7 separate regions of the Mus musculus genome follow, and all the other regions are linked to region 7. Evidence: chromatin contacts called from public Hi-C, HiChIP or PLAC-seq and promoter capture Hi-C data. All regions are on one chromosome and are shown on one strand. Each heading gives the region's core, a stretch centred on a gene start, on an enhancer-like site or on the middle of the called end of the contact. The rest is flanking DNA. Distances are from core to core; before and after follow the strand shown.

Region 1 (2,969 bases), core at 176-2,675, 2.4 Mb after region 7:
CAGCATTCGGGAAGCAGAGATGAGTGGAACTCTGTGAGTGAATTCGAGGCCAGTCTGGTCTACAAGAGTCCAGGACAGCCAGGGCTACACAGAGAAACCCTGTCCTTTTTTCTTTTTCTTTTCTTTCTTTCTTTCTTTCTTTCTTTCTTTCTTTCTTTCTTTCTTTCTTTCTTTCTTTCTTTCTTTCTTTCTTTCTTCCTTCCTTCCTTCCTTCCTTCCTTCCTTCCTTTCCTTCCTTCCTTCCTTCCTTCCTTCCTTCCTTCCTTCCTTCCTTCTTTCCTTTCTTTTCTTTCTTTCTTTTTTTAAGTTCTTGATTGTTTTTTGAAACAGGATCTCACATGCAAACTCTACATACAGTCAAGGATGGCCTTAGACTACAGACCTCACCTTCTGCCTCTTGGGTGCTGGGACTGCACACCTGGATCAATATCCGGGATTTTAGAGCAAAAAAGAGTCTACAGACTCTTCTGGAAACAACAAAGCAAACCCACCAGCCAGTACTTTAGAAGCTATAATGGGATCAATGATCAATGATCATAATGAAAGATGCCCTGAAGGTGTTTTGTTGGAGAAAGAGCTTTCGCTCCGGAACCCCATCTCGCCTGTCCCCAGCTACTGGCTACTCACGTGCCCACCACCACGCTGGCGCCCTCCAGCACCGCCAGGCTGCGCAGCGCAGACCCGGTCAGGAAGCGCTCGCCGCGGGCACACACCAGCACCACTTGCTGTGCGTTCTCCAGCAGGAGGCGGTGGCTGCTCGTCATTGTCGCTCTAGCCGCTGGCGGGCTGCGGAGGACAGGAGAGCCTGCGAGCTGTGGCTCCCGGGCAGGGCGGGGCGGGGCTGGGCAGCGTGGGGCGGGAGCTGGCCAGCAGCCAGTGACCGGGACAGGAGCAGTGCCAACCAGAGCGCCTGGAATAAAGTTGGAATAAACTTTATTGTGGACGCCAGTCTTTTCAGGTCTCCTTTCCAGGTTTGGAGTAAAGGAGGTGATGGTTATATCACCCCCTCCCCAACCCCTAACTTCTGGATTAAAAACAAAACAAAACTGAAATTTAGCCACCACCGGAAGTGATCAAGTTGGGCGAGGTAGATGCGGTGCAGTGGCCAAGTGAAGTGTTGTTGGGAAGGGCTCACACAGAGACGTCAGTGGTGTGTGTGTGTGTGTGTGTTACAGTGACAGAAACAGAGGCAGACACAGTGGGGTGTGTGTATGCGTGTGGTGTGAGTGTGCATGGTGTGTGTGTGTGTGTGTATGTATGTATGTGTGTGTGTTAGACACAGTGACAGAAACAGAGACAAAAACACACTGTGCCCTGGGAGCTGGAACTTGAACCTAGCAAACTTGCGCTGACAGGCGACAGGGGCACGGGGCAGAGGCTCACGGTGTCCGCGTGACCCTCCTAGCCTGGCTGCGGGTGCCACGCGTGTTCGGTTGGCCAGATCGGCGCTTGGGCCTGGTAGTAAGCGGTTCCCAGGATGAAGGGAGCCTGGAGCAGGGAAGGATGAAGCTGAGACACAGAGTATCAGTTTGGTGCCTCTGTCTGCTTTGTCCCGACCGCCTTCTTGAAGGATAGGTCTCAACAGTGATCCAGACTTGTTGAGGTAAAACCAGATTTGACCCGGGTGTCTGACACTCCCCCCCTCCTCCCGAGTGTGGTGGCTTTCACACACACCACTGCACTCAAGGTTGTAGACAGACAGTATCCAGATTGTTTAAAGAACTGGCAGGCAGGATTTGTAAAGAATACATACACACACACACACACACACACACACACACACACACACACACACATACACATATACACACACACATAAATTTTTTGAGATTACAATGACATCATTTCCTGATTTCCTCTTAAACCACCCTTGTTCTCTTTCAAATTCAAGACCTTTTCTATGGTGTGTGTGTGTCCCTAAATACATAAATACAGCCCACTTGGTCTGTATAATGCTATTTGTACATATGTGGTTTTAGGGCTTCCCCCCCCCTTGGTCTTTTTTCTCTTGTTGAGATAAGTCTCACTGTGTAGCCCTGGCTGTTCTGGAGCCCTTTATGTAGATCAGGATAGCCTTTTAATTCAGATCTCTCTCTCTCTCTCTCTCTCTCTCTCTCTCTCTCTCTCTCTCTCCCTGGTTCCCCACCCCCACTCACACACACACACACACACACACACACACACACTGCACATCAGTGCTGAGACTAAAGACTATATCACCCTTAAGTTATTTAGTTTCTATGGTATGTTTCCTAAAAAGATAAGAGATTTTCTTCCCTTGCCCAGGCCAACAAATACTACAAGAGATGGGGGTGGCAGGGTCAAGGACTGAAAACAATACCATAAAAGCAGGCTTACTCTGCAAATCACAAAGATAATTTTGGGTCACCTTATAGCCATTAATAAAACAGACAGTAAAAATAGCTTCCGACAGACTAGAAGCAAATGTCCTTTAGGTCCACACCATGTTCTATAAGAAAATAGAGATGGGGTAGAAAAAAACAAAACAAAAACAAAAGAAGGAAGTTATAAAATAATGTGAGTGAAAACCTCAACAGCTGCTCACAAAGCAGAAACACAACCACAAATGTCTGTGTACTGCCAAGAGAGAGAGAGAGAGAGAGAGAGAGAGAGAGAGAGAGAGAGATTAACCAGGGGTGGTAATAGAGCTATGTGAGTTTCAGTCTAGCCTGGTCTACACAGTGACTCACTGTCAAAGAAAAAAATTAAAAGAAGAAAGGGGGTGGGGTGTAGAAATGGCAGAGGGTAGAAACAGAGTCACTTATGGTTAGAGAATTTTTATACTCTAAAATTTTAGCTAACCTGTTAACTTTTGGCAGGCAAAGGTAATTGCAGGGATAAAAGATGGGTTCACACTGGGGTTCAACAAATGCCTACTTCTGTTAGTTCTCCCCTGACCTGTTCTCAGGAAATCAATTGAAAATTTCCCCGAGGCACGGTTGTCTTCG
Region 2 (2,824 bases), core at 233-2,732, 2.3 Mb before region 7:
AGGTCTAAATCACTGCATGTACATTACAAATGGCTTGAAAAACAGCTTACTTACATTGGTGAGAGAAATTTAAAACTCCCTCTTACCTCGTCATAGCTTGCAGTTCTGTCGATACGGTGAATAATATCAATGTTCACATTCCCCAGTCTCTCTGCAAATGTAAGAAACTGCAGAGAAAAAGCATATTTAAGACATATTAGCATTCAATGCTTATCAGGTTTTGATATCTGCTGGAGTAAAACTACACCATAATCACATCAAATTCTGAACACAGAACGTTTTAGAGCTTCAGTGAGCAACCTCTGGACCATCACCACAAACAACAGTACCCTTAGCGTATCATTTCAGACCCGTGGTTTCTATTGGTCATAAAATATGTAACTTTTTAAAATAAGAGCAGCTATTACTTATGAAACACAAAAGGTAAATGTAAGAACTCTAAACAAAAGCAGTTACTACTTGAAGATAATAAATACTTGTACTTTTTGCATAACTTACTTCATCTGTATTTCTTTTTTCTTTTAACTTAAGTACCCTTGGAACAGGCTATGTAGCCAACGATGACCTTAAAATTTAAGTTCAGACCCTCTTGCTTCTACATCCCCAGGTCTGGGGTAACAGGCATTTAGCCATCACACCTGTTTTTGTTGTAACTGTTGTTGTTTTTAATGGGGATCCAACCTAGGGCTCCCTGAATGTTATTCAAACACTCCACCAACCGATCTACCTCCTACATTATGTTTTATCAAATACAATTTCCACACAGACTGGAACCTGGACGAACGCTTTCACACCACACCGAAAGCACAGGGATCTCGCTAAGTTGTGGGAACAGGTATATTTTTTAAAAACAGACAGACTCAGTTACAAAAGGGCTTGGAAAGGCATTATAAAGTACAACAGTAGCCAGCAGAAGTCATTCGCCACTTGCCAGCTCGCTCTACCCTCCTCTGTTCAGTCTTTAAAGTTAGAAGGGGGACTCGGTTGCAGACGATCCCCTGGGCCAATCAATTTGAGCCTGGAGTGAAGGGAGTTGCCCAGACAGGCCAGATCTCACCGCTAAAAGGCGGACTCTGGAATTCAAGTTTCCTCACTCCCCTGCGAACTAATGTTTTTTTTTTTTTTTTATACTGGCATAGTCTCCCATTTTCGCCAGAGCCCCGGGCAAGCGATTCCGGCTCTGCCCGGACTTGCAGGCCCTGGGGTTAAGGCGATCAGCTGGTCAGGCAGAGGCAGGGCGAACCGCGGCTCCGGGCCCAAACTCCCGCGCTCACCCGGTATGTGTTCTCGGTCTTGTGCGAAAGTGGCTTTGGCTTCATGGCTGCGGCGGGACAGCGGCCCGCGAGGGTCTCAGGACGACAGGAAGGGATCCGCGGGCACTGCGGAGGAGAAAGTTACTCCCACGCGGTACTCTCCAATGCTCCGGTGCCTGCTTTTCCTCACGTGTAGTTAGTGCCGCTGGGCGCCGCCATGTTGGAAAGCCAGGATGTGTGGGTCATGTGGGCGGAAGAGGCGGGCCGAGCATGCGTGCTCTTCCTGATTGTCAGTCGTGCAGTTTGCGGATGTACAGTTTTTGCTACATGAGAAGTTGGCCAACACAAAACAAACTCAGTGGTATTTTTGTGGACGTTTTGTTTTGTTTTGGACATTGTTTGTCATATTTGTCATTTGCCTGTTGGTCTTGATTTTCGTTTTTGTAGATTGGTGGTGATGGTGGGGTTTGGTTTGGTTTGGTGTTTTGTTTTTTCAAGACAGGGTTTCTCTAATCCTGGCTGTCCTGGAACTCACTGTGTAGACCAGGCCGGCCTCGAACTCAGAAATCCGCCTACCTCTACCTCCCAAGTGCTGGGATTAAAGGCTTATGCCACCACTGCCCAGCGTCCTTCCTTCCTTCCTTTCTTTCTTTCTTTCTTTCTTTCTTTCTTTCTTTCTTTCTTTCTTTTTTAAGAGAGAAGAATGTACAGTTGAATGGGTTGGGAGAATCTGAGAGGAGTTGGGAAAGGGAAAAACACGATCAAAATATATTGTATGAAAATTTTTAATAAAAAGGATAAAAGGGTTTTATTATAGAAAGAAAGCATAACCGTCACAACCTAGCATTAACTGCTGCTCGATACATACCGTGCACCATCAAAAGCTGTTTCCACCCATAATACAGTAATGCTGGTTATAAACTCAAAACGTGAAGTGTATGTTTGTTTGTTTTTTTTAAGCCCCCTTGGCATGCAAGGAAACCAAAGTTGGGCATCTTGTAAGTGACGATCTTCATTCACACGCAGACTCCGAGGTCCAGGTTTTAGTTTAGTACTAGAAAATAAAATCTGGCTCTTCACGAATGCCAGGAAGCAGCTCTACCACTAAGCTAGATCCTACAGCTCTTAATCATATATATAGAGAGAGTGTGTGTGTACAGTCGATGAGCCATGGAGTTATTTGCACAAAAATTGATGGAGGAAGGTCCAAGTGCAAAGTCCTTGAGATAAGATTTCATCCTAGCCTGGCTTGTGAGTAGTCAGAGCCCATCATGGGTAGAATACAGTGAATCAAGATATCTTTGCCTCCATTTATTACCTTTCCCATTGTAATCCATTTTAATCCATGGGAGTTCTGGGTATTTCTTCAAATCATGAAACAGTTCCCATGACTTTTGAACTGGGTTTGGTTGGCCAATCCATCATCATTTTATATTTTCTGTCCCCATGAGTTTTGTTTTGTTTTGTTTTGAGACAAAGTTTTTTTGTATAGCCTTGGCCATCCTTTCACTGTAGCCCAAGTGGGTTTCAAACTCAAAGAGCCCCCTGTCTCTGCTACTCAGTGCTGGGAT
Region 3 (2,700 bases), core at 30-2,529, 2.4 Mb before region 7:
TGTAAATTTCCAAAAAGATGACCATTTTCATTATAAACCAGAACATAATAATGCAATGTTTCCATGTGGAAGAAAACTTCCTAAAAAAGGGCTATTATTATTTCCGGCGAAAACTCAAGAGCTTGAGATAATTGTACTTTTCTGTTTTGAGAAACTTAACAGAAAATAAGCCAATTTTTTTGTTCATTTTCTGCATTTGAAGTACTCTTCAATGACATCTTTCGCCTGAGATTCTTGGCCAAAGTCCTTAACCACCACACAGCTGCAACCTATCACTTTCCGAGGTTTCCCCTTTCGATCAATTTTGCAGAGGCCTACCCATTCCCCCAGCTTCTTGTTGTCATCAACCTTAATTAGGTTGATCTGGTGCTCAGCACAGAGGGTTTCCACCAACTTGATGTACATAGGTTTATCACAATTGGATGCAAGCACACAGAGATGGGCTTGGCGCTTGCCTAAGGCTTTGGCAGCTTCGTGAATTCCTCGCGCTAGGCCATCGTGGACCAGGGCGGTCTTCAGCACCTCTTGCAAAGCCGTATTGACGTCCATGACAACTCCAGCAGCAGTGCCTTCCTTAGCCATGGCGTGGGTTACAGGTGGATCCGACCTGGAGCGCGCCTCGAGCCTCTGAGAGGCTGCGCAGAAGCAAGACGCGTTTCTAAGAATTTTAAGAAACACCAAACCCTTTCACTATCGAAAACTACCTAACTTCCAACTCAAGTTGCAGGAGGCAAGAAGTTCCCAGTTCTGCGGAGGCGGAAGGGTGGTCGGTCAGGTGGCCACCCAGAGATCAAAAATTAGACACCTCGGGTACGAGGGTGCCCCGTGTTGGTGGTATGCAGTGACTGCGGGTGAGCTTTCTCGTTATTATTACGTAACCCTGGCTCCTCCTGCGGGAATGCATTTAGAGGAAAGTGGACCGCCTCCGCAGATGTGCAACCACCGGGACGCTGCAACCAGCGCCAGCATTCTGTGCCTTCGCTTTATCGAGCTTTTATTTTCCGTTGGCCGATTCGCCACTTTATGATATCAGAATTTAACACGAAAAAGTCTCATTTTAATATTTGAGAAGGCCTTATTGTCCAGAAAAGTGGAATCAGGAAACACTTTTGTCTTAAATTTTTTTTTGTTATAGTTGTGGCGTTCATTTCTGCTACGCTCAGAGCGCCTGGGAGTTGCATCGAAAGCGCCGACGCGGACGCCCAGACCTCCGTGTCCAGCGCGCAGTCGCAGTGGCCTTTCGCCCCGGCTCCCGCCCCCGCTGGGTGGACGACGTGGAAGTTGCTGGCCGACCAGGCTTGGAGGAGTCCGCTTCGGAACCGGAGTCCGGGAGTAGCGGAGGTGGCGGCGCCCAGGCTCAACTAGGAGTCGCTGCCGAGTCCCGGCCTGTCTCTGAGGATCGGCGAGGGCGCGGCGGCGGTTCATCATGGGTGAGGAGCGTGGGAAGGGCGTCAGGCGACCGAGGGGACCGGCCGGGCCGCGGGGCAGCTCTTCGCTACCTTGGCTCTTCACCTGCAGGGAGATTCCGCCTCCCGGCTCGGTCCTTTGCACCCGCGGGGTCCGGACTGATCCCAGCCCGGCCTTTTCCCCTCATCCTGCATCCCCCATCTCGGTTGGGTAGGCGGAACGGGGCGTCGGGTGCCTGGCAGCCAGGCAGCTGAAGGTTCACCGAGGTGTCTGATCCTTCGTGGAAGCTTGGTGGCATCGGGGTGGGTGTTGGGACTGCGTCACTTCTGAGAAACCCGAGGACCGGTGTTGTTTGTTGATCCTTGCGCTGCTCCTGTCTGCTCGCCCGCTGTAGTTAGCTGTCCGTAGATATGGTGGATGGAGTTAGGTGGATTGTGAAGTCCGGTGGGACAGGGAGTGAGATGTTCATGTCGCTTCGCTGATTCGCACTTCTCCAGGTGAGGGAACTACGGTAGACGTCCGAGCGCACCCGACGGTGGTGATGCTCCGGTACAGGTGGAGCTTCTAGGAGTTGCAAAATCTTCGGTTTCTGTCAGTATTTACTCAGTTTTCTCAGAAGTGTGTGGATCCGGTGCATTATAGTTCCGTTCGGTTCTCTGTAACCTTTCGGCGTTGTTTTTCCAAATCTAGACGTCTAAACGGGCAAAAGGACTTTGTCAGGTCACACCCATTCTTTCTGTATACAGCTTGCTCCGTGTTCGCTTTTCTAGAGTGGGCAGCTTTAATTCTGCCATTCCCCTCAAATAGCAAAGTGTAATATCTCTTCCTTTCTTCCTCCTCTCCTCTCCTCTCCTCTCCTTTCCGTGTGCGTGTGCGTTTGTATGCCTACAAGGGAGCGCTGTTGGAAGTCAACCCTTAGTATGCTAGGCAACGCCCTTCTGCTGAGCTGTATAGCCCCAGCCCTTTTAAAACTTTGAGATAGGATCTCACTAAGTTGTCAAGTCTTGAACGCAACTCACTCTGCAGCCAAAGGTGGCCTCAGACTCACTGCTATTGGTTTAGCCTCCTATTGGACCACTAGCCAAAAGGCCTTGCCTTTTATTTTTAAAATTGTGTGTGTATCCGTGTATATTATATGTTGAGCATATTCTTCATATCCCCCACGTTTCCGTTTTCTCACTTTCTATTGTGAATCTTTTTTTTTTTTTCCTCCCTTTAGTGACTTTTGAAGGCAAAGTATTTGTGCCACAAATGCTTTTACATCTCAGGGTGCCTTGGGTACATAAAGGTTCC
Region 4 (3,053 bases), core at 396-2,895, 2.4 Mb after region 7:
GAAAAAAAATGAGAAGTCAGCCACATGATATTTGAGGTTTGTGTAGAATCTTCACATGGCTAGGAGGAACTGATTGCCCGGTACTGATATCATGGAATCACTCAAAAGCTGGGTCTACCTGGGATGTCAGCAAGAGCACCCGATAGTTTGGGTGACCTTTCAACCTGAGGGGTAGTGGGACATCTCAGCCTTGGCGCATCTGTTCATCTCCAGACATCAACATCTGAACAGGTATTCAGACAGGACTTGGTGGTGAATGAATGAATAAATGAAGGTGGTTCACATCTGAGGGCCACAGTTTTCCCAGAGTTGTAAAAGATGAAGCCCGTATCTGGGAATGAGCTGCAAGTTGAGGAGAGAGGGAAGACTTGGAGCGTTCCCTCTGGGGGGGGCATGAGTCAAAGGGTGGTGCCATCACCCCCACGGTCATAGGACTTGTTACATCAGTCTGCTGGGGTAAGCAGGTGACAGTCCAGAGTAAGGACTCAGGGTATGGGTTTCATCCCAAATTACACACATAATAGATTCTGGCTTCCCAAGGACCTTGAAGCTGTTTAAGCATAGCCACATAAGCAACTAGGATAGCTTCCTAAGCGGTGGGGTTCAGGAGGAGAAGAAAGGGTTAACCGGAGGTCAGGTCCGTGGGCAGAGATGAGCTAAGTAAGGTGGAAGGCCATGTCCTGGAGGTGGAATACTGAACTGAAGCTAACTTCTGTCTTGATAGCAAATCGAGATGTTGCCAAATTGCAGGGCACAGTCGGGGTGTGGTTGTCTGATGAATACATTTCGATAGACTGATGGTAAGACACTGGATGTGGATCTGGGTGTCTATCTACAGAGCAACTGTTCTAATGAAGTAGAAGGCAGGTCAGGGTTTCTGATTATTCAATCAAATTTCTCAGAACTGACATACTACTAAAGCGCACACAATTCTTTGAATCTCTTGGGCTATCAGTGTTCCTTAACACAGGTGGGGCAAAATTAGGTGGGGGGGGGTGCAGGGGAAGCGGTTTGGGGCAGGGAAGAAGCTTAGCTGAACTAGGGATATCCAGGGGGCAAAGATAAGGAATATTCACACACACACACACACACTCTTGAGGGCATGTGGAGTGTTAAAGTCCAAGTCCTGGTGAGAGTAATTGGGAGTCTCCCCATCCAGCAGGCACGGACCTCAGGGTTGACACACACTAATTGACTTTGTCCTTCCAGCTGCCCGTGGGGATATTCGTTTCATAGACGAGTAAAGCTGAATCCCAGGGGACTCAAATGACTGCGAGTCACACAGCCAGGATTTATCCCAGGTAGATGCCGCGAATCACGGCATTAGAGAATTTGCCTTTGGCTTAGGAAACGGGAAGATCACTCACTCACCCCAGGGTAGTGAGCTGAGGGCCTCCAAGCTACGGTGATTCATGTGTCTAAACACAACCTTTTCAGAACTGCTTTCTTTGATGGAGCAATGGCTTTGGTAGCACTGGGCACTGGCAGGGAGGCGTTGCTCAACGCGTGTTTGTGGAATAAATAAATGAATGGGGATTGCTACACTCTGGGTGTCACAATTGACCGAGAGGATGCGTTTTACCAATTGAGTAATTCCCTAAAGAGGGGAACATGGTGTTTATAAGCAGCTTTCAAGGCAGACTCAGAAAGGGAGAGAGAGAACGGGGAACCCTGGTCAGAAGGACTTCCAGGGTCAGAGAACTACAAGGTTACATTAAAAGTGGGCTCAGCTACCCATATCCCTGTCTCCTGCACCTAGTTCAGCATCCAGAAAGGCCAAAGGAACACCAGAGACCGCAATCAATATTTGTTTAAAGTGTGAATGGCTAAAGGCAAGGGAAGGGGTGTGTTCTGAAAGTCCACTCTCAGTCTCACTGCCAACCACACCCCAGCAGACACTCCCCTCCCTGGTAAAGGATAAAGGCTCTCCCCAGTCGAGGACTGTAGGAAAGGAGCCAGCCCTTGGTTACAGTGGCCTGCTGCTCAGAAGGGCTATAGCATCTGAGCCATGCCTAGGTACACAGTGCACGTGCGTGGGGAATGGCTGGCGGTGCCCTGTCAGGATGGGAAGCTCACTGTTGGCTGGCTGGGCCGTGAGGCTGTGCGACGCTACATGAAGAACAAACCGGACAATGGTGGCTTCACTTCGGTGGATGAAGTGCAATTCCTTGTGCATCGGTGCAAGGGCCTGGGCCTGCTGGACAATGAGGACGAGCTGGAGGTGGCCTTAGAGGACAATGAGTTCGTAGAAGTGGGTGAGTGGCCCTCAGGGGAACAGAGCCTTGGCATGTCCTGGAGGAAGTCACCCCCGTGTCAGGGAACACGGCAAGAAAAAAAGACTTGAGTACTTGCCCTGGGGGAGCCTCAAGCCTTGCTTTATCATCCACCTCCCCCTGCCCCCAGCCTGCAATAGATGGAGAGAGGCAGGCCACAGTGACAGTCTGGACTTGAACCCAAGGCTGCAGGTTAGAGTCCCTTGCAATGACAGAATCCTTCTGTAAGGGACTGCCAGAGTAGAAACAGAAGCAGGCTAGAACCAATCTTCCACGTACATCCCCCTGCTACCTTTCTGCTTTTTGCTTTCCTGTGTAAAGACGCTAAGACCGTGTGAAAATGTAGGATGTCACGGTCCAGCAGCCGTTGCTATGAAACACAAGCTCAGTGCATGGAGGGGTCATTCCTGGGTCTGACACCTGCCCTGATGTGACACCCTGTGACCTGCTAGGCCCCTCTCTCCCCTTCTTGTTTCAGTGATTGAAGGTGATGTGATGTCTCCTGATTTCATTCCGTCGCAGCCAGAAGGAGTTTTCCTGTATCCTTTGTGCATCCCCTTTGGTCAGCCCTGCGGTGGCTGGTCCTGACACGGTGGGGCTGGGGCTGTTCCACATTGCTAGTCTGCTCCTTTACCTGGCTTTAGATACAGCAAATACCGGGAGCCTGAAAAAGTAAGCTATTTTCCTTTTTGTGGGGAATATAAAACTCTGTCATGTCTGAAATATGCCTCCTTTCACCTACCACTTTAAGAAGGGGAAGGAGGAGGGGGAGAAGAGGAC
Region 5 (2,700 bases), core at 104-2,603, 2.5 Mb after region 7:
GTTTCACCATCACTGGCTTCCCTGTCAGCCCATTGAGAAAGGGCTTGGGGTTGAGGGGTAGACTCTGTATAAAAACCAAAGGCAGCACTCAATAATTTTTGCTTACCTCAGCTTCCACCACCCACTCTCTACTGAGACACCAGTCAAGACTTTATGACACAGGGTAAACTCCGATCCACCATCACTTTATAATTTGCTGGAGGGTGTCTGAGAGAAATTTAAGTACCCATTTAGCCAACTTCATAGTCCACTGACAGAAACGAAAATATGAATTATGCAATTAAATGTCGAATGACAGATGGGAGTGGGGCAAGTGTGTAACACAATGACAGGGCACTGCCCTAGGATACTTAGGTCACTAGTTCCATTTTGAGCACTGCCGAATGGACAAAAGCCCCAAATACCTACATTATCCAAGCTCTAAAGGAATCAAAATAAAGGTACAGGGTGGTCTCTGCAGACATTAAAAAAAAAAAAAAAGCTCAATATCGTCAGTGAGAGGGCCTCTTAATGCTAAATCAAGAAGTATTATTCCCTTTAAATTCATAACCACCCCCATACTCCATTCCACTCACACACCATCCCAAAGAATCTTGGAGAGCACAGGGTCTAAATGAGTAGCCAATTTACGCTGCCTATAATTTATCATCCACAAACCACTTATCAAGTCATGTACTATTGTGACTTAAAAGAATGCTCCAATGGTCTCTAACTGCACTTGACAGAGCCTCATATTTCCTAGGAGGCGTTAAGGTCCCAGGCTGTATTTTAAAACCATCATTCTTGCAAGCAGCGGTCAATTCTTGTCAATTCCAACTGGTCAAACCTACTTTCTACTTGGAACTCGCGCAAGAAATACTCTTCCACCTGCTCTGTGACCTGGATGTCTGGTTATTTGACACCTTCTGGAGAAGAGCGCTCCTCCACTGCGTTATAACTAGGCAGTGCACCTCTCAGAGCATCCTATCAGCTCCCTGCTTAACAATCACCGCTACTTGTAATTGCTTATTTTGTTGTTATTATTTGACGGCTGCCTACCTCCCACTCCTAAGAAAACGCAGAGTCTACCTTACCACCCCATCTTCCTGGCGCCTAAGATCAGTATTAAATGAGTGGAAGGGTAGCCGGGGTTTTCTGCGCCAGAGGACAATCTGCTAAAATTGTCAACAGCAAGGAATAAATGGCGCACTGCGGAGCGTGCTAGGTAGAAATGGAAAACTCGCTTCGGTTTACCCCTACCCTGTGAGCCCAAACTAGGCTACACCTCAGGCTCCGGGACAAACAACACGCGGAAAGGTGGCTGGGGATCTCGGGGAGGGGAAGGGCTTCCGCGCGCGCGCCGCCAAGGCCTCCGACGTCGGGAGCAGGAGCGAGCGGCCAGCCGCGCGGCGCCTCGTGGGGATGAATGGGAGGCGCAGGGGGCGGCGGGCCCCGCGAGGCCGCCCGTCCTCCAGCCCCCGCGGCGCTCATCGTCCTTACCATCGCGACCACCGGCGAGCGCTGCACCCCGCTAGCCGCCGACTCCGCCGCTGCCCGCCCCTCGTGACCGGAGCGGCTGCCGCTACAACCAAGCGACCCGCGCTAAGAGAAATGGCCGACAAAAGCGGCCTGACCTTTCACCTCACGCCGCGTTGTCTCGGCTTCTGTGATTGGCCACCAAAGACGTGTTTACTGATTGGAGGGGATGGCGGTACTGTTTCCTAGCAACCAGGTAAGCGTGTGTTTGTGTCCACTGCTCAAGTTCGAAGTGGGAACGATTGAGCGACCCCAATGTCTTTGCTTCGGGACAAGGGGAAGCTAAGTGCCCTGGCGAACGGACTTGGTTTCTTTAGCTAAAGAAGGTTTAGTCTGTCCTTCAGCTGAAAGAACGAGATCGGGTTCTGGAGGTCATCCTCCCATAGATCCAGCACTTGGGGAACACCTCTGGCACGGCCCCCCTTTTATGGGACTGTTCTTTATTACAGAATGTCCGTCCACTTGCGGGTTTTTAAAGGAAGCTGGGGTAGCAAGACTACGTGAGTGCTAGTGAAAAGCACTCAAGTGGGGCTTTACAACAGTTGAAACCAGGTCAAGTTAAGTCTCGGATAATGTGGTGGCCTCTTGTCGTTCTGATGTCTAAGCATTCCCAGAACCAGAGGCCAAAGGAGGTCCGTTTACGTGTGTTTGTGAATAGGATGTGGGGAATTATTGACGCTACCACAGGTTAATCGCTCTGATGGAAAGTTATCGATCAGAACCCCGTTTAATTTCCCCATAATCTCAACATTTCAGTATCGCTTCACCTGTGATATGAAACCCGTGTAAAAAGAGTACTTTTTTCTTTTTCGGGAGATCTAACCCTATATGAACCTGAACGGTTTTTTGTTTGTTTGTTTGTTTTGTTTTTTTGGCATGGATTCCCCAAATAACTCGAGATTCGAGATTGGCCCAGGCCTAAGCCTAAAGACTGTCGTTTATATTATTAAAGTATGCCAACACATTCTGGGGGTGTTGGCTCAATGGAGAAGAGCGCTTTTCGCACGTGAAAAGACCTGGGTTCGAATCCCATCCCCACATGGTGGTGACTCACAACCATCCAAAGTTTCATGTGCCGGGGACCCATCTCTCTCTTTTGACTTCTGTGGGTGCCAGGCCCTCCCGCGGTGCACATGCGCACATGCAGACAAAACATGATAAAGAAAATTTTAAAAATGATGCTGC
Region 6 (2,931 bases), core at 347-2,846, 2.2 Mb after region 7:
TCATCCACTTGTTAATAAGCTCACCTGACAGGTGCTAACTGGGTGCTGGTCCTCTTCCAGAGGACCTGGGTTTAATACCCACTACCCAAAGGACAGTTGACGACTGTCTATAACTCCAGTTCCAGGGGATCTGACACCCCCTTACAGACATAGGTGCAGGCAAAGCACAAATGCATATAAAATAAAAATAAGCAAATTGTTTCTTTTTTTTTAAATGTCAAGAAAATAAAATGAAGAGTGCAAAGACATGGTGAGAGATTATGATATTCTTGACAGGAATATTGGCAACTTAGAGCAGGAGCCTGGCTGAAGAGAGAAGGAGGCCAACCGTTCTACATCGTCTAGGCTCAGTTCTCTCTGCTCTGGCACCATTACAAAACTCTCTACACAGCGACGAGGTGTCTTAGAGACGCCACTTCATGTCCAGAGCCCCCACAGAATCCATATGTCATACTCTGAGGTCTCCAGAACTGACCAGGAGCACACCAACCTCCTCCTGCTGTGTCTTTTGACTCCCCAACACAAGGACAACCCTACTGCTAAGCCATCCTTGTGGAGCTCTGGGGAGACTGTCTGGGCCCCGGAATACCTGGTGGCCAAGGAGGTTGTGGGATTTGGCAGGGGTGGTCAGCACTGTTGGTCTATAGCTGCCTTGGTTCCCATTCTCTCCCTCTGTCATATTTGCTGCATCTGAGTGTCTCATTATGATTCCAGCTGGGGAAATTCACTCTCCTGGTTGCTGTTTTCCAATCCATTTGACTGTGGTGAGAGAACTAGGTAAGAACGCCCTCAATACCTGACCCCAACCTTTCTTCTGAGACAACTCGCTGGCCCTTCCAGGCCCTCTAGCCCATCTAACCTCCAGTGGACAGGTCCTCTCCCTTCCAGGGGTTGGGTTTTGTTTTATTTTGTTTTCCCATGCCGATCTAACCCCTCCTTCAACCCACAGTTCTAACACCACTTCCTGCCAGAAGCTGTCCCTGAGGGCTGTCTGCCAGTCTATGTATGTGCCCTGATTAAATGCATTTAAAGCTCCAGAGACCTTTTCTTCATAGGATTAATGGCAGTCATACTTTTATACTTAGTGAAAAGGGGGAATGTTTGAACCACAGCTCAAGTTGGCTTACTAACTTATCTGATTTTTCTCATTTTCTAAAATTGGGCTCCCCATCTTCCATTTTTGCTATGATTGTGCTGGGGTGGGAGAAACTTAAACTCGCTATTAGAAGGTATCGGCCTCTTCCTGTTTAAAACAATCTGTTTCCCCCCCAAATAATCAGCTAATTCAAAGATGAAAATTGCTATCACCGTTACTTCCTGGCTTCCCTCCCTCCTCAGGCTCCAGGGAGGGGCCTCTAGCTGCAGGGTCAAAGGGTGGCCGACAGAGCTTTGGGCAGGGCTTGTGTGGGCTGGGAGTGGTCACCTCTGCTTCTGCTCTGGGACAGCTCAGCACTTTCTCCTGCCTTGCCCCAGACTGACCTGCAGCTTAGCCGTTTTGGCCTTGGAGCCCCTAAGAACAGTATCTGCCTCTGGGAAGTGTGGGACCAGCTTGGCGTCTAACCTTCAGCTGAGCAGTCACACCCAAGAGCGAGGGAGTGAGTGGTAACCACATTCTTGACCCACCAGCTTTCAAGCCTGCATCTTCAGATGGCTTGAGAGAGTATCTAGAGCAGTGTTTCTCAACCTGTGAGTCATGACCCCCTGGAGGATTGAGTGGACCCTCTTGGAAGGTTGAGGGAGAGGTCACCTGAGAGCATCAGAAAACACAGATATTTATATTATGATTCGTAACAGTAGCAAAATTGCAGTTATGAAGTAGCAACAAAATGATTTTTAAGGGGTGTGTGTGTTGGGCCAGGGGGGCTCACCACAGCATGAGGAACTATATCAAAGGGTCACAGCAACAGGAAGGTTGAGAACTATCGAGCTAGAGGAACTTCTTTGTCTCCTACAGACCACGTGTAGGCCCAGAGGAAACAAAGCAATCCAAGACTCTTCTTGTTAGAGAGACTGGACTGTGGATGCCGCATGGGTTTATGGGATGCCTGGAAGGGCAGAGCTCAGCTCATCTCCCCACTGCTACCTGGACACTCCCCAATCCCCGAGGCTTGCTCAAGGGACCTGAACGATGCGCGCTTCTAACTTATGCCTTTGTTTCCCTTTCCCTTAGACTCCCATCTGCTGAATTACATATACTACAGTCTCTGCTGCAAGAGACCACATTCTTTCCTCTCCCTATAGAAAGGCAAGCTAACCACCGCCACCTCCCGCTCCCCATGTTTCCTCTCCCCCTCCCCCGTGACCAGCAACAGCTCGTACACAGTAGTTTTTCTTCTTCACAAAGCCTGTCTTTTAAGATTGACCCTAACAGCTGAGTAATGACCTCTGTTTCCTACCTGGCATCCACCTTCTCTGGACCTATCTACTCCAGGGTCAGGGTTGGCGGGGGGAGGGGAGCCACCTCCACTTGCAGCCAAGCTCCTATTTGGCAATCTGCAGGCCTCTTGGTCACACCACCTACTTCACAACTAACAGTATATTTTGTCTCACGATTTACTCGGATGAGTTTACGGAGCCACTGAATGTCAAGGTTGCCAGGGACTACTTAGTACAGCTCCTTTATTCAGGAGAAGGAGCTGCTACGGGTTTCAACACAGCCTTTAAGGTTTGTGATAGGAATCTGGTTCCCTGCCAATACCTTTGAGAGTCTGAACTTTCCTGAAGTGATCAGGTTGTGAGGGCTCTGTGCTCATGGGTGGATTTTTTTTTCTTTTAATTGCCAAAGTAGGTTCTTGAAGAAGCACCTTGCTCCGCCCACCTCTCTCTTTGTGCAGTGATGTCATGTAACAAGAAGACCTACATGATACACTGGCACATTCATAGTGGTTTTTCTGGTTTGCAGAAACACGAGGAATCCATTCCTATTTTTTT
Region 7 (3,011 bases), core at 378-2,877:
TTGAAGAAAAAAGATCAATTATTTCTTCAGAGACTAAGGAAGTCGAGGGGAAGGAAAAAAAAAAACTATTTCCTTTTGGTATAGTACTATCACTAGTATGCAGCTTTAGCCACCAGCCACAACTAGGTAGAAAGATGAGTTCTCATATAATGTAAATGACATGAAAGTCACTGTCAAATCAGATCACTAAAATTATTAGTATCTGTGAGATACTATTTTCTAAAACTTCCTGCATTGGTAATTTCAACTAAAGGCAGTTACTAAGAGCACCCTCCAAGGACAGCCCAAAATCAAAAAGAGCACTTAACATGTGCAAAGCTTGCTAACTTTAACGTTTGCTCCAGCTATTAACCAACTACTCACTTATGAACTAAGTAAGTCATACCTAGTTCCTGCAGTCAAAAACATACAAAGATTTGCTTTAGCTTTTGAAATCAGAGGAAAACGATAGGAGATAGTGAAAAGGAGTTTTCTAATCACGTTTAAGACGCATGAAGCACATGAATGACTGGGGTGTGGGTGGGGACTTCTGTTTTACACACACAATGTAGGTAACGTTTCTCTTGAGGCCTATAATTCAGCTTTCGGGTTTCTCTTGTACTTATGTTCCACTAGGATTTAAAACATACAGTTATTGAGTCACCCAGCTCAAATCCCAAAAACATAAACTCAAAGGAATGCACACCTCATATAATCTGCAAGTCACCTCCTTCACCAACCAGTAGCACAAAAGGAAGAGATTCCCAACCCCATTACCTCATATACAATTAAATGAAAAGATAAAACTTGGGAAAGGAGATCAAAGGAGAGTTTTCCAGGTAATTTTTAAAAAGGCAAGTCAAATAAACGTTATGGAGTTGCAACTGTGTCTGGCTAGTGGTTAAAAAGAGATTTTACCCAGTATACTTGGCTGACCAAGCGGGCTCACGGGGGAAGATAAAGAAGTTGGTTACCACCTCTCTGCCTCTACTCCCTTCGGGACACGGAGGTCACTGAGTGGCGCTGGGCCTGGGCCCTTCCACGCCCTTGAGGGAGGGCCAAGGATCCGACAGCGGCCTAGGGTGTCAGAGTTGCCATCCCAGGGTCAGCGAGAGACCGGTCCTCGGGTCCAGGGCTGAAGCGTCCTTCCCCGACCTCCAGTTCCTGCCCAGGACTCGGGAGGCAGAGCAGGGGGGCAGCATGTAACCAGCGCTCCCACAGGGCAGGGTGCGACCTCACCTTCCACGGCGGCGGCGGCCAGGTGGCGGGAACGCCGGGGCGGAGCTGGGGGACTGCGGGGACCCGACAGGCCATCGTGCACCAGCTGCAGGTGTGGCGCGTTGAAGGGGTTCGCCCGCGCCAGGTGCGCTACGGACGAGAACATCCTCCTGCGGGGGAGACAGAGGGCGGAGGTGAGAGAGACCCGGCGCCGGGCAATGTCACCGGAGCCCCGCGAGACATGCCCGGCTCTGCGCCCTTGAGGAGGTCACAGCTTCTTCCCCAGGGACGCCAAGCCCGGCCGGGCCCACGGCCAAGGCGGCGGCCACAAGGGACTCAAGGCTCCGCGCCGCGGCGAGGCCCGGTCGCGCTCACTTGCCTAAGATGGCGAACACCCAACCGCTCGCTGGGCAAGGTTGCGGCTCACAGAGGCCGAATGTCCTCCCGGCCCGAAGATCCGTGCCCTTCGCGCGGCGTCACCGTGACGCACGCAGAGCGTCACTGCGCCACGCGCCTCTCATTTGCGGAGAGGAGCGCAGAACCTGGACGTCATCGCGTCCTCCTAGCAACCCTATCCCCGCCCACGTCCAACCCCAGCCCTTCCGGCCCTGCTAGTGCGCAGGAGGATTCCTACTGCGCAGGCGCAGATCCAAAGCGCCCTCCTCCCCCACTCCCCTTTTTTTTTTAAAGTGTAGTCTTGGCCTTGGACGGGCAGGTGACCTACTCACTCTGTCCCTTCACCTTCCGGTGTTTTCTCCTTGGCGCCAGGAATTTTTACATGTCTTTAAGTGATTGCGGGCATAAACTTTTAAAGACATGAATGCTTAAGTGATACGTTATTCAGGTATGGAAGCTAGGATATCACTACAAGATCTTTGATCGGAATTCCTGCCATCATCGGACTTTTCAGAAAAAAATTCCATCACACTGACTTTTGACATAGGCATGTCTAAATTTTCCACCAAGTTCTGGTGGAAAGGATATACAGGAAGAACTCATACAATACATAAAACTGCTTCTGCCTCACAGAATGTCCATGGCCCCTGAGAACAGTCAGTCAAGGCTTCGTTCCTGGAGGCACAGGCATGCGCTGACATGAAAGTAACCGATGAACTGTGTGCGTGTAAGACAGGACTGTGTGTACTTCAGACATTTACAAGATCATCATCACTCTGATGTCAACAAGCGGGGGCCAAGTTCCACGAGGGAGAGTTTAGAAGCAATCAAACCTGTTGTAATTCTTGCGTTTAACATTTTCCTGGGACGTTTATCTCATCTTTATTAAGCCTTTTTATCTAACCCAAGACACCACTAGAGCTGGCTCCTGTATTGACTATTGTAGTTATACTAAGTCTACCTCTGCAGTCAGTGCTCTGCTGTGTCCTTTAAAAATTCTTAACATTTACAAACAAAAGACATTTTCATTCATTTTGCCCTAGGTCCTTCAAATTATGTAATTGGTCCTGGATAGAAGAAATACTTTTAGAGTTTATGAAACATCAAGAAGATGTAAAAAAAAAAAAAATGTTTACAAAACATCTTTCAGAGGTCTGGTACTTGATTCCTAGTACCCACCTTGATTCTAGCTCCAGGGGATCTGACACCATCTTCTGGCCTCTATAGGCACCTGCACTCATGCACACACACACACACACACACAGACCACCACCACCACCACCACCACCACCACCACCATTTTTTAAAAAACCTTTAAAGATGAAATTTATAAAACATTTTTCATAAAAAACTGAAGAGGTTTAAATTAGCCATATTTCTGCTGCTATGATAAAACATCATTTTGGCTTACACCTCCA

The links. Promoter capture Hi-C pulls out the DNA fragments that hold promoters and counts their contacts. A called contact is a pair of places that touch in the nucleus more often than the background predicts. HiChIP or PLAC-seq counts read pairs in DNA pulled down with a chosen protein or histone mark. Capture Hi-C pulls out chosen DNA fragments and counts their contacts.
Region 1: a contact with region 7 is called in an H3K4me3 HiChIP or PLAC-seq map of stem cell-derived neural progenitor cells, with 6 times the contacts expected there. The contact joins the promoter of Ccdc38 here to the promoter of Slc25a3 in region 7. A contact is called at or near these places in 5 of 39 promoter capture datasets (the C10 cell line, embryonic stem cells, hippocampal neurons and 2 more), 1 of 484 Hi-C or Micro-C datasets (B cells), 2 of 115 datasets of contacts at active chromatin or transcription factors (stem cell-derived neural progenitor cells and thymic regulatory T cells) and 1 of 9 other capture datasets (liver).
Region 2: a contact with region 7 is called in a Hi-C map of CD8 T cells, with 5 times the contacts expected there. The contact joins the promoter of Utp20 here to the promoter of Slc25a3 in region 7. A contact is called at or near these places in 4 of 39 promoter capture datasets (liver, pre-B cells and stem cell-derived epiblast-like cells), 1 of 484 Hi-C or Micro-C datasets (CD8 T cells), 2 of 115 datasets of contacts at active chromatin or transcription factors (large pre-B cells and stem cell-derived neural progenitor cells) and 1 of 9 other capture datasets (liver).
Region 3: a contact with region 7 is called in a Hi-C map of B cells, with 6 read pairs. The contact joins the promoter of Arl1 here to the promoter of Slc25a3 in region 7. A contact is called at or near these places in 3 of 39 promoter capture datasets (liver and pre-B cells) and 1 of 484 Hi-C or Micro-C datasets (B cells).
Region 4: a contact with region 7 is called in an H3K27ac HiChIP or PLAC-seq map of embryonic stem cells, with 7 times the contacts expected there. The contact joins the promoter of Hal here to the promoter of Slc25a3 in region 7. A contact is called at or near these places in 2 of 39 promoter capture datasets (pre-B cells and stem cell-derived epiblast-like cells) and 2 of 115 datasets of contacts at active chromatin or transcription factors (embryonic stem cells and thymic regulatory T cells).
Region 5: a promoter capture Hi-C map of adipose tissue shows a contact between it and region 7, with 3 times the contacts expected there. The contact joins the promoter of 4933408J17Rik here to the promoter of Slc25a3 in region 7. A contact is called at or near these places in 5 of 39 promoter capture datasets (the 3T3-L1 cell line, 3T3-L1-derived adipocytes, cranial neural crest and 2 more), 1 of 484 Hi-C or Micro-C datasets (CD8 T cells), 2 of 115 datasets of contacts at active chromatin or transcription factors (astrocytes and large pre-B cells) and 2 of 9 other capture datasets (adipose tissue and liver).
Region 6: a promoter capture Hi-C map of pre-B cells shows a contact between it and region 7. The contact joins the enhancer-like site here to the promoter of Slc25a3 in region 7. A contact is called at or near these places in 4 of 39 promoter capture datasets (the HPC-7 cell line, hippocampal neurons, liver and 1 more), 4 of 115 datasets of contacts at active chromatin or transcription factors (embryonic forebrain, embryonic stem cells, large pre-B cells and 1 more) and 1 of 9 other capture datasets (macrophages).

What each region holds. Positions count from the first base shown.
Region 1 is chr10:93,539,207-93,542,175 of GRCm38.p6, forward strand. Ccdc38 (coiled-coil domain containing 38) reads left to right here and starts at 1,426. Exons shown (of 16, transcript NM_175488.6): 1 at 1,426-1,603. Amdhd1 (amidohydrolase domain containing 1) reads right to left here and starts at 827. Exons shown (of 9, transcript NM_027908.1): 1 at 628-827. The coding sequence starts at 764.
Region 2 is chr10:88,825,332-88,828,155 of GRCm38.p6, forward strand. It overlaps Utp20 (UTP20 small subunit processome component), which reads right to left and starts at 1,483. Exons shown (of 62, transcript NM_175158.3): 1 at 1,275-1,483; 2 at 87-167. The coding sequence starts at 1,319.
Region 3 is chr10:88,730,135-88,732,834 of GRCm38.p6, forward strand. Arl1 (ADP-ribosylation factor-like 1) reads left to right here and starts at 1,280. Exons shown (of 6, transcript NM_025859.3): 1 at 1,280-1,430. The coding sequence starts at 1,427. Gm4925 (predicted gene 4925) reads right to left here and starts at 967. Exons shown (of 1, transcript NM_001037166.2): 1 at 1-967. The coding sequence starts at 582. The coding sequence ends at 184.
Region 4 is chr10:93,487,123-93,490,175 of GRCm38.p6, forward strand. It overlaps Hal (histidine ammonia lyase), which reads left to right and starts at 1,646. Exons shown (of 20, transcript NM_010401.4): 1 at 1,646-2,255; 2 at 2,752-2,812; 3 at 2,918-2,945. The coding sequence starts at 2,009.
Region 5 is chr10:93,588,060-93,590,759 of GRCm38.p6, forward strand. 4933408J17Rik (RIKEN cDNA 4933408J17 gene) reads left to right here and starts at 1,354. Exons shown (of 4, transcript NR_045810.1): 1 at 1,354-1,711. It overlaps Snrpf (small nuclear ribonucleoprotein polypeptide F), which reads right to left and starts at 1,599. Exons shown (of 4, transcript NM_027246.1): 1 at 1,480-1,599; 2 at 1-64. The coding sequence starts at 1,482.
Region 6 is chr10:93,324,620-93,327,550 of GRCm38.p6, forward strand. No RefSeq gene overlaps it. Among named protein-coding and RNA genes, the nearest start is that of Gm32688, 8.7 kb to the left of the region's middle. Within about 2 kb of position 1,597, at least 127 of the 459 cell types and tissues checked have an H3K27ac peak or open chromatin away from gene starts, as enhancers often do. A contact at or near this core is called in the HPC-7 cell line, embryonic stem cells, liver and 1 more, where this site is marked.
Region 7 is chr10:91,122,340-91,125,350 of GRCm38.p6, forward strand. Slc25a3 (solute carrier family 25 (mitochondrial carrier, phosphate carrier), member 3) reads right to left here and starts at 1,628. Exons shown (of 8, transcript NM_133668.4): 1 at 1,577-1,628; 2 at 1,219-1,367. The coding sequence starts at 1,363.